Regions from separate parts of the Sus scrofa genome. Here region 2 is linked to region 1. Evidence: chromatin contacts called from public HiChIP or PLAC-seq data. All regions are on one chromosome and are shown on one strand. The core of a region is the stretch at or near the end of the contact, and the rest is flanking DNA. Distances in the headings are between cores, read along the strand shown. Region 1 holds the start of FAM71E1 (protein FAM71E1). Region 2 holds the start of ACPT (testicular acid phosphatase).

What was found. HiChIP or PLAC-seq counts read pairs in DNA pulled down with a chosen protein or histone mark.
Region 2: a contact with region 1 is called in an H3K27ac HiChIP or PLAC-seq map of alveolar macrophages. The contact joins the promoter of ACPT here to the promoter of FAM71E1 in region 1. A contact is called at or near these places in 10 of 47 Hi-C or Micro-C datasets (embryonic fibroblasts, epiblast stem cells, fetal liver and 5 more) and 1 of 2 datasets of contacts at active chromatin or transcription factors (alveolar macrophages).

The regions. Positions count from the first base shown.
Region 1 is chr6:55,314,596-55,317,858 of Sscrofa11.1, forward strand. FAM71E1 (protein FAM71E1) reads right to left here and starts at 1,674. Exons shown (of 5, transcript XM_005664786.3): 1 at 1,507-1,674; 2 at 1,212-1,330; 3 at 726-856. The coding sequence starts at 1,576. It overlaps EMC10 (ER membrane protein complex subunit 10), which reads left to right and starts at 1,789. Exons shown (of 7, transcript XM_003127366.5): 1 at 1,789-2,023; 2 at 3,117-3,189. The coding sequence starts at 1,910.
Region 2 is chr6:55,533,847-55,537,109 of Sscrofa11.1, forward strand. ACPT (testicular acid phosphatase) reads left to right here and starts at 1,560. Exons shown (of 13, transcript XM_013998709.2): 1 at 1,560-1,684; 2 at 3,103-3,263.

The DNA of each region.
Region 1 (3,263 bases), core at 424-2,923:
ATACGCCTGTGAGTGTTTTGGTATTTGCAGCTGGAGTTGGAGGCAGGAGCCTTGGATGGGAGAAAAGCCTATTTCGGGCTATGTGTGTCTTGTACTTTGGAGTGTATTTGCATTACTTTTTCAAAGCAGAAGACAAAGACCTGGGAGTTCCCTGTGGTGCAGGGGGTTAAGGATCTCATGTTGTCATTGCTGCGGCCTTGGTTGCTGCTGTGGCTCAGGTTTGATCCCTGGCCCAGGAACTTCCACATGCCCTAGGTGCAGCCAAAAAAACACAAAACCCTGAAGGGGTAGTGTGGCATGTGGCACGGGAACTCAAGACTCCACCTCTGACCTACCACAGGGTGCTGAGCAAGTGGCTCCCCTCTCTGGGACTCAGGGTTTCTTTTTGGAGCACTGGGCTGAGGGGCCCCATTATACGAGACTATGAGGTCAGAGGTGGGACTATGCATGTGGTCCAGGGGACACCTGGCATGCAGTAAGTGCTGCATAAGTGGTCATTCTCCTGACCCTGCCAGGGTGTGACTGAGGGCTGTCCCCCTCCTGTCTATCCATCCCTGATTTCCGGCCCCTGTTGGATGGCCCTGTCCTTGTTCTCCAGGTGGACAGTAGCCTGGAGAGGGCTGGCAGCCCTCGTGGGTCGTCTGGGTGGAAGAAGGTGCTGCAGGGGGCCTAGGATGCCCAGAGCTGGGGAAGGAAGAGGTCTAGGCCGGGGTGGGGGCAGTCACCCGAAGAGCTGCAGGCATCCGTTCTCCTTGGCAGGGCCGGCCAGCAGCAACAGGTCTGGAAGTTCCAGGGCTGGACTGGAGGCTGCCACCCCCATGGTGACCTTGTTGGCAACTTCTCCTAACCGGGTCACCTGGGGCCGGGGGTCAGAGGTTAGAAGCTGGATAGATGGGGGGCAGGAATTTGGGTAGGTTTATGGTTCAAGGAACCAAGGAAGTTAACCACCAAATCAAGGGGTCAAAGGTCAAGAGTCATATGGATATGAAGGCCTGGAAACTGGACCCAGGGAATCAGAGGCCAGGTTTGGAGGTACTGGCGTGGCGGGGGTGTGGTGTGTGTGTGTGTGGTGTGTGTGTGTGTGTGTGTCAGTCAGGAATCTCAGGAGATGGGCGTGATGGGGGAGTGATCAGAAGCAGGGAGAACAGAGGTTCCCTAAGGCAGGAGATCGGGGTTCAGGCTTGCGCTAGGAGGGTCCTGGGTCTTCACACCTGCACGAAGTTGCTCTCAAAGATGGGGAAGTCTCGCAGCTGGTCGAACTCGCCGCTCAGGAGATGGCGTTGGAGCCGCCCGGGCCGGCCCGTGGGGCAGGCTGGAAACAGGGGGCGTTCTACAGGGGCAGCGAAGTTCTCAGGTCTATTCCAAGAGCCTGCGCCGGGGCCCTCCAGCTGGTAGGGCCCGGGCCACCCCGCGCTGAGGATAGGGGGTTTCGGGCTAGCGGTCTCCGCATCGCAGTCCCCATCCCTCACCCGGTCCAACCCCTCCAGGCCCGGCTCCGCCTCTCACCTGCCATCCCACCTAGTCCCGCCTCACCGGCTCCACCAGGGGCGGGCTTAGGCTGGTGCACTGGTTTCATCGCAACGCCCCGCCCCTTAGAGGAAACGCAGGGAGGCGCCCTCGGAGAAAATAGGGGGGCGGGGCCGTAGGCTCTGTGACGTCACAACGCAGCGGACGGGGTTTGACTACGTCACGGAGAAGCCGTCCGCGACTGTAGCGTCATCCAGGGGAGGTGCCCAGAGACCCGGATGGAGCGGAGGCCGCTCCGCTGACGTTCTGCCCGGTAACGGCGGGCGCTAGTGCGCCGACGCAAGGCGCAGGCGCACGGGCGACGAGGTGCGGCCCGTTTTTCCCGGCGTGCTCCGCGGCTCCCGGCTCACTCCTGCCCGGTGCCTGGTGGGAAAGGGCCGAAATGGCCGGGGCCCGCGCTGGGGCTACTCGGCTGCTGCTGCTCTTGGTGATGGCTGCAGCAGCCCCCAGCCGGGCGAGGGGTAGTGGTTGCAGGTCCGGGGCCTCTGTGCGGGGGGTGAGTGCTTATTCGCTCTGCACGGAGCACGGAGCCTGACGGAAATTGTGTGTCTCGGGCTTTTAGGTCGGTTATGGTGGGAGCGAGGCTGCGCTGGGCTGAGGGAAGACAAGGTTGCAAACCCGGGAAAGCGGTCCCGAGGTGCATGCCCGAGGCCGCAGGACTGGGAGAAAGTGAGAGGATAATTAGGAAGATACTAGTTAGTGAATATGCATGAGGGGGCGGGGCTCGGTTGGGGTTGTTTTTTTTGGGGGGGTGCGGACGGGTGTTCGGTGCGGTGAATACGAGACTATTCCGAAAGAGAAGGTTGGGGCAAGATCTTTAACATTTGAACGGAATTTTCTTGTGGCCCAGCAGGTTAAGGATCTGCCGTTGTCGCTGCAACGGCCTGGGTCGCTGCTCTGGCACGGGTTCGATCCCTAGCCCGAGAACTTCCTCATGCCGCGTGCGCTGCCAAAAAGAAAAAAAAAACCTAAACATTTCGAAGGCTAGGAATCTGCAGTCGTGAATCTGCTCGAGAAGTTCTGACGTGGGTGGAATCTTGGCGAATCAGAACTCGGGCGGCTAAAATGAAAAAGGCGAAGGGAGAGGAGTTCTGGATCATGAATATTCATGAGGAGGGCGCAGCATTTAGCTTGGGGATTAAATCTGGATCAAGGTTGCCGGCGGGCTTGTGGCAGTAGAGTGGAGGACACAGACGTCTGAGAAATTTGGAGAGTTGGAGAAAAGGAAGGGAACTTGCGTGTGCTTGTTAGGGTGGAACTCGGGGCGGGGGCCTCATGGCTGTTGGGGCTGTTAAAGTGAAAACGAGGCCGCTTGGATATTAGCTTGGGAAGGAAGCCCAGGGTGCCCATGAATATTTATGACCCTAGGCATGAAAGTGACCTTGGAAAGGAAGTTCTGCTGGTTTGCGGGGTCTGGTTTTCATGAAATGGGCAGTTCCTAGTGGAATCGGGGGCAAGTGTCACTGTTTGGATACGGGTATGAAAATAAGGCTCTTCCTGCACCCTGCTGCTCTGTCTTCGGATCTCTGGGTCCTGTGGAACTGCAGGCTCTGACGATCCTTGGCCTCAGCCCTCTCTGTCCCCTGCAGGCTGGGGCTGAAAGTCGAGAGGGCGAGGGCTGCGGCACCGTGGGGCTGCTGCTGGAGCACTCATTTGAGATCGGTGAGTCCAGTAACGTCCTGACCTGTCTGGTGCCCTGTGAGGTCAGGAACTCCGGTCTGGGTGCCACCCAGTGT
Region 2 (3,263 bases), core at 310-2,809, 220 kb after region 1:
ACCTCATGGTTCCTAGTCGGATTCGTTAACCACTGCGCCACGACGGGAACTCCAGAAGCTGCCTTTTTAGATCTTGAGTTGAAAATCATCTTATTTATTTGGTGAGAAAAAAGGATGAAGCTCAACCAAAGGCTGGGGTGTCACCCAGGGCGCTCCATCTACTGGGGATGGAGATAGGGAATGGGGAGGAGATAGTTTGTGAGGGGGCCAGTAACTGCGGGTCTTGAGGTCTGGACACTTTTATAGGAAGGGGTGTTTACAGTGGGTCTTGAAGGCTGAATAGGAGTTTTCTAAGAAAAGAGAAAGATGTGTTGAGACAAGACATCAGAGGACGACTGCAGACCCCTTGCAGCCTGCAAATGCCATTCACATCTTTGATCTCAGGCTGCCCTTGCCATGGCCTTCTGGGGCCCACTGGAAAAAGATGTTCACTTTTGTCTGACTGAGAAGAAAACCAGGGCTCAGAGAGAAGGACTAAATCTGAACTTCTCTTGCATCCGCCTTTGGAATGTCCTCCAGCCTCTCTAAATGCTCGTGGCAGACTCCTACTTATCCCTCAAAACCCAGCTTGGACTCTGGGCGCCTAGCCACAAACCTGCACGTCGAGCTCCCTACCCCAGCCCTCGCCTTCCACAGAGCCAGGAGTCCAGGCCTCTGCTCTCTGACCCGGAAGCCTGGCCCTCAAGCAGGTAGGATGGAGAAGGATGAGCTGATTCGGTCACATTTATTTGGCTTCCGAGGCCACAGTCATGGTTGGGGCAGAGACAGGGCTCTGGGATGAGGGGGTCCTGTGTCTTCTCATTGCTGAGCCTGAGAGGAAAAGACATACAGAGAAACATGAGCGAGGAAGAGCGGCCAGGATGCTCACGGGAAGGGCATAGGGCCAGAGACCCAGCCTGCTACCGCGGCCCTTTGCCACTCACCTTGTTGAAGAAGTAAATGGAGGCGAGGATGGTAAACACGGCCATGGCCAGAGTCACATTCTGGGGGGAGGGGTCAGAGGTCAGGACCCCTCCCCTTCCCTCCCTCCCTCCTCCCCTCTCCGGGCCCCTCCTCACTTCCTGAAAGTTCATGGCCATGGGTCTCGGCTGCAGGGTGGCTCCCTCTCCCTGTGCTGGGCCTCTGAGCCAGAGAGAGAAAGACCAGTGGGCAGAACCTGCCAGGGGGTCGTCTGGGAGACCAGAATGGCAGCCATGGTGACGGGAGAAGGGCATGCTGGGTAGAGGGGCCTTGAGGCAGCTGCCTGGGGCAAGAGGGGCCTTTGGATGCAGACGGCCACATGGAGGGGACACTTGAGATGGGGGAGTCCAGACCTGCAGCCCTGGGGGGGCTCTGGGAAGCCGTGGGAGGGCTGGGAGCCGGGGAGGCACCAGGCCAGCTCTGAGGGCCGGAATATCGCCGGGAGGGGGAGGCTGGAGGCCAGGAGAGCAGCCGAAGTGGCCAGGAAAAATTTCTTCCTAAGGGGTCTGTCGGATGCAAGAGCCGTGGTGGGACCGAGCCTGCCAGAGCCTGGTCTCCAGTGTGGGGGCAGGGGCAGCCGTCATCATGGCAGAAAGCAGGGCAGAGGCCACAGCTTCCCCATCTCTGGGCCACGGGGACAGGGACACGCCCGTGACTCCCACAGCCCTCTTGCGCCAGGCCCCGGCTTTTGCTCCGCCAGCAATCCTGCGAGTTTTGTAGACAGGTACCTAAGTCTTTTTTTTTTTTTTTGTCTGTCTTGCATTTATTTACTTAGTTATTTATTTACTTATTTCTAGGGCTGCCCCCGCGGCATATGGAGGTTCCCAGGCTAGGGGTCTAATTGGAGCTATAGCCACCGGCCTACACCACAGCCACAGCAACTCAGAACCCTTAACCCATTGAGTGAGGCCAAGGATTGAACCCGCATCCTCATGGATACTAGTCAGGTTCTTTACCTGCTGAGCCACAATGGGAACTCCCCATCTTGCTTTTATTTTATTTTACTTTATTTCTTTTCTTTTGCTTTATTTTTGCTTTTTAGGCTGCACCCATGACATATGGAGATTCCTAGGCTAGGGGTCGAATCATGGCTACAGCTGCCAGCCTACACCACGGCCACAGCAACAAGGGCTCCGAACCACATCTGCGACCTACAACACAGCTGATGGCAATGCCGGATCCTTAACCCACTGAGCAAGGCCAGGGATTGCACCAGTCTCCTCATGGATACTAGTCAGATTTGTTTCCGCTGCGCCACAACGGGAACTCCCCATTTTGCTTTTAGGACTAACTTCTGGGAGTTCCCTTGTGGTGCAGGGGGTTAAGGACCTGGCGTTGTCACTGTGGTGGCTTGGGTCACTGCTGTGCCACAGGTTTGATCCCTGGCCCGGGAACTTCCACTTGCTGGGAGAGTGGCAAAAAACAAAAACAAAAAGCAGTTAACTTCTGGGTTACTGGAATACAGAGGACAGAAGCACGTGCTCAGCCCTCATAATCCAGGATTCCATCTCTGCACAGAATGGCTACAACTTTGCATCTCGAGACAGTACATTCCCAGCCTGTGTTGATCAAGCGATCACCTGCTGTCTTGTCTCAGCTGCTGAGCAGAGAGCAGCCCAGAGGCCCTTGCCAGTGGTGCCAAGTAAGAGACACCTGCTCCGGGGCCAGTGGGGCGATTCGAATCCCAACTCTGGCATCTGTGAGTGGGGTGGTCTCAGGCAAATTTTCTAGTTTGTAAAATTAAAAAAAAATAGAATCCACTAAGATGAGTACGTTTTAGGATTTTATTTTATTTTATTTTAGTAGTTTTTTTTAGGACTGCACCCATGGAGGTTCCCAGCCTAGGGGTCAGATCGGAGCTGTAGCTGCCAGCCTACACCACAGCCACAGCAACACAGGAGCTGAGCCATGTCTGCGACCTACACCACAGCTCATGGCAAAGCCGGATCCTTAACCCATTGAGCAAGGCCAGGAATCGAACCTGCATCCGCATGGATGATAGATTTGTTTCCATTGAGCCTCGATGGGAACTCCCAGAGAAGACTTTTAAATGTTGAAATGTTTCTTATCATAAAAATAAGAATTTACTCAAAGCAACTCTCTGAGGCCTAGACGGTGCTTGTCTTCATTTTTATGAGTCAGGAATCTAAGGCAAAGAGAAGTTGGGTAACTTGCCCAAAGCCACACAGACTGTAAACGGCAAAGCTGGGACATGAGCGCAGCCTGTCCAGCTCCAGGGTGTGGGTGTGGCTTTGGCCAGCCGTGGGCCATGCTAGAAGAAGCTGAAACCACCAACAAGCCCT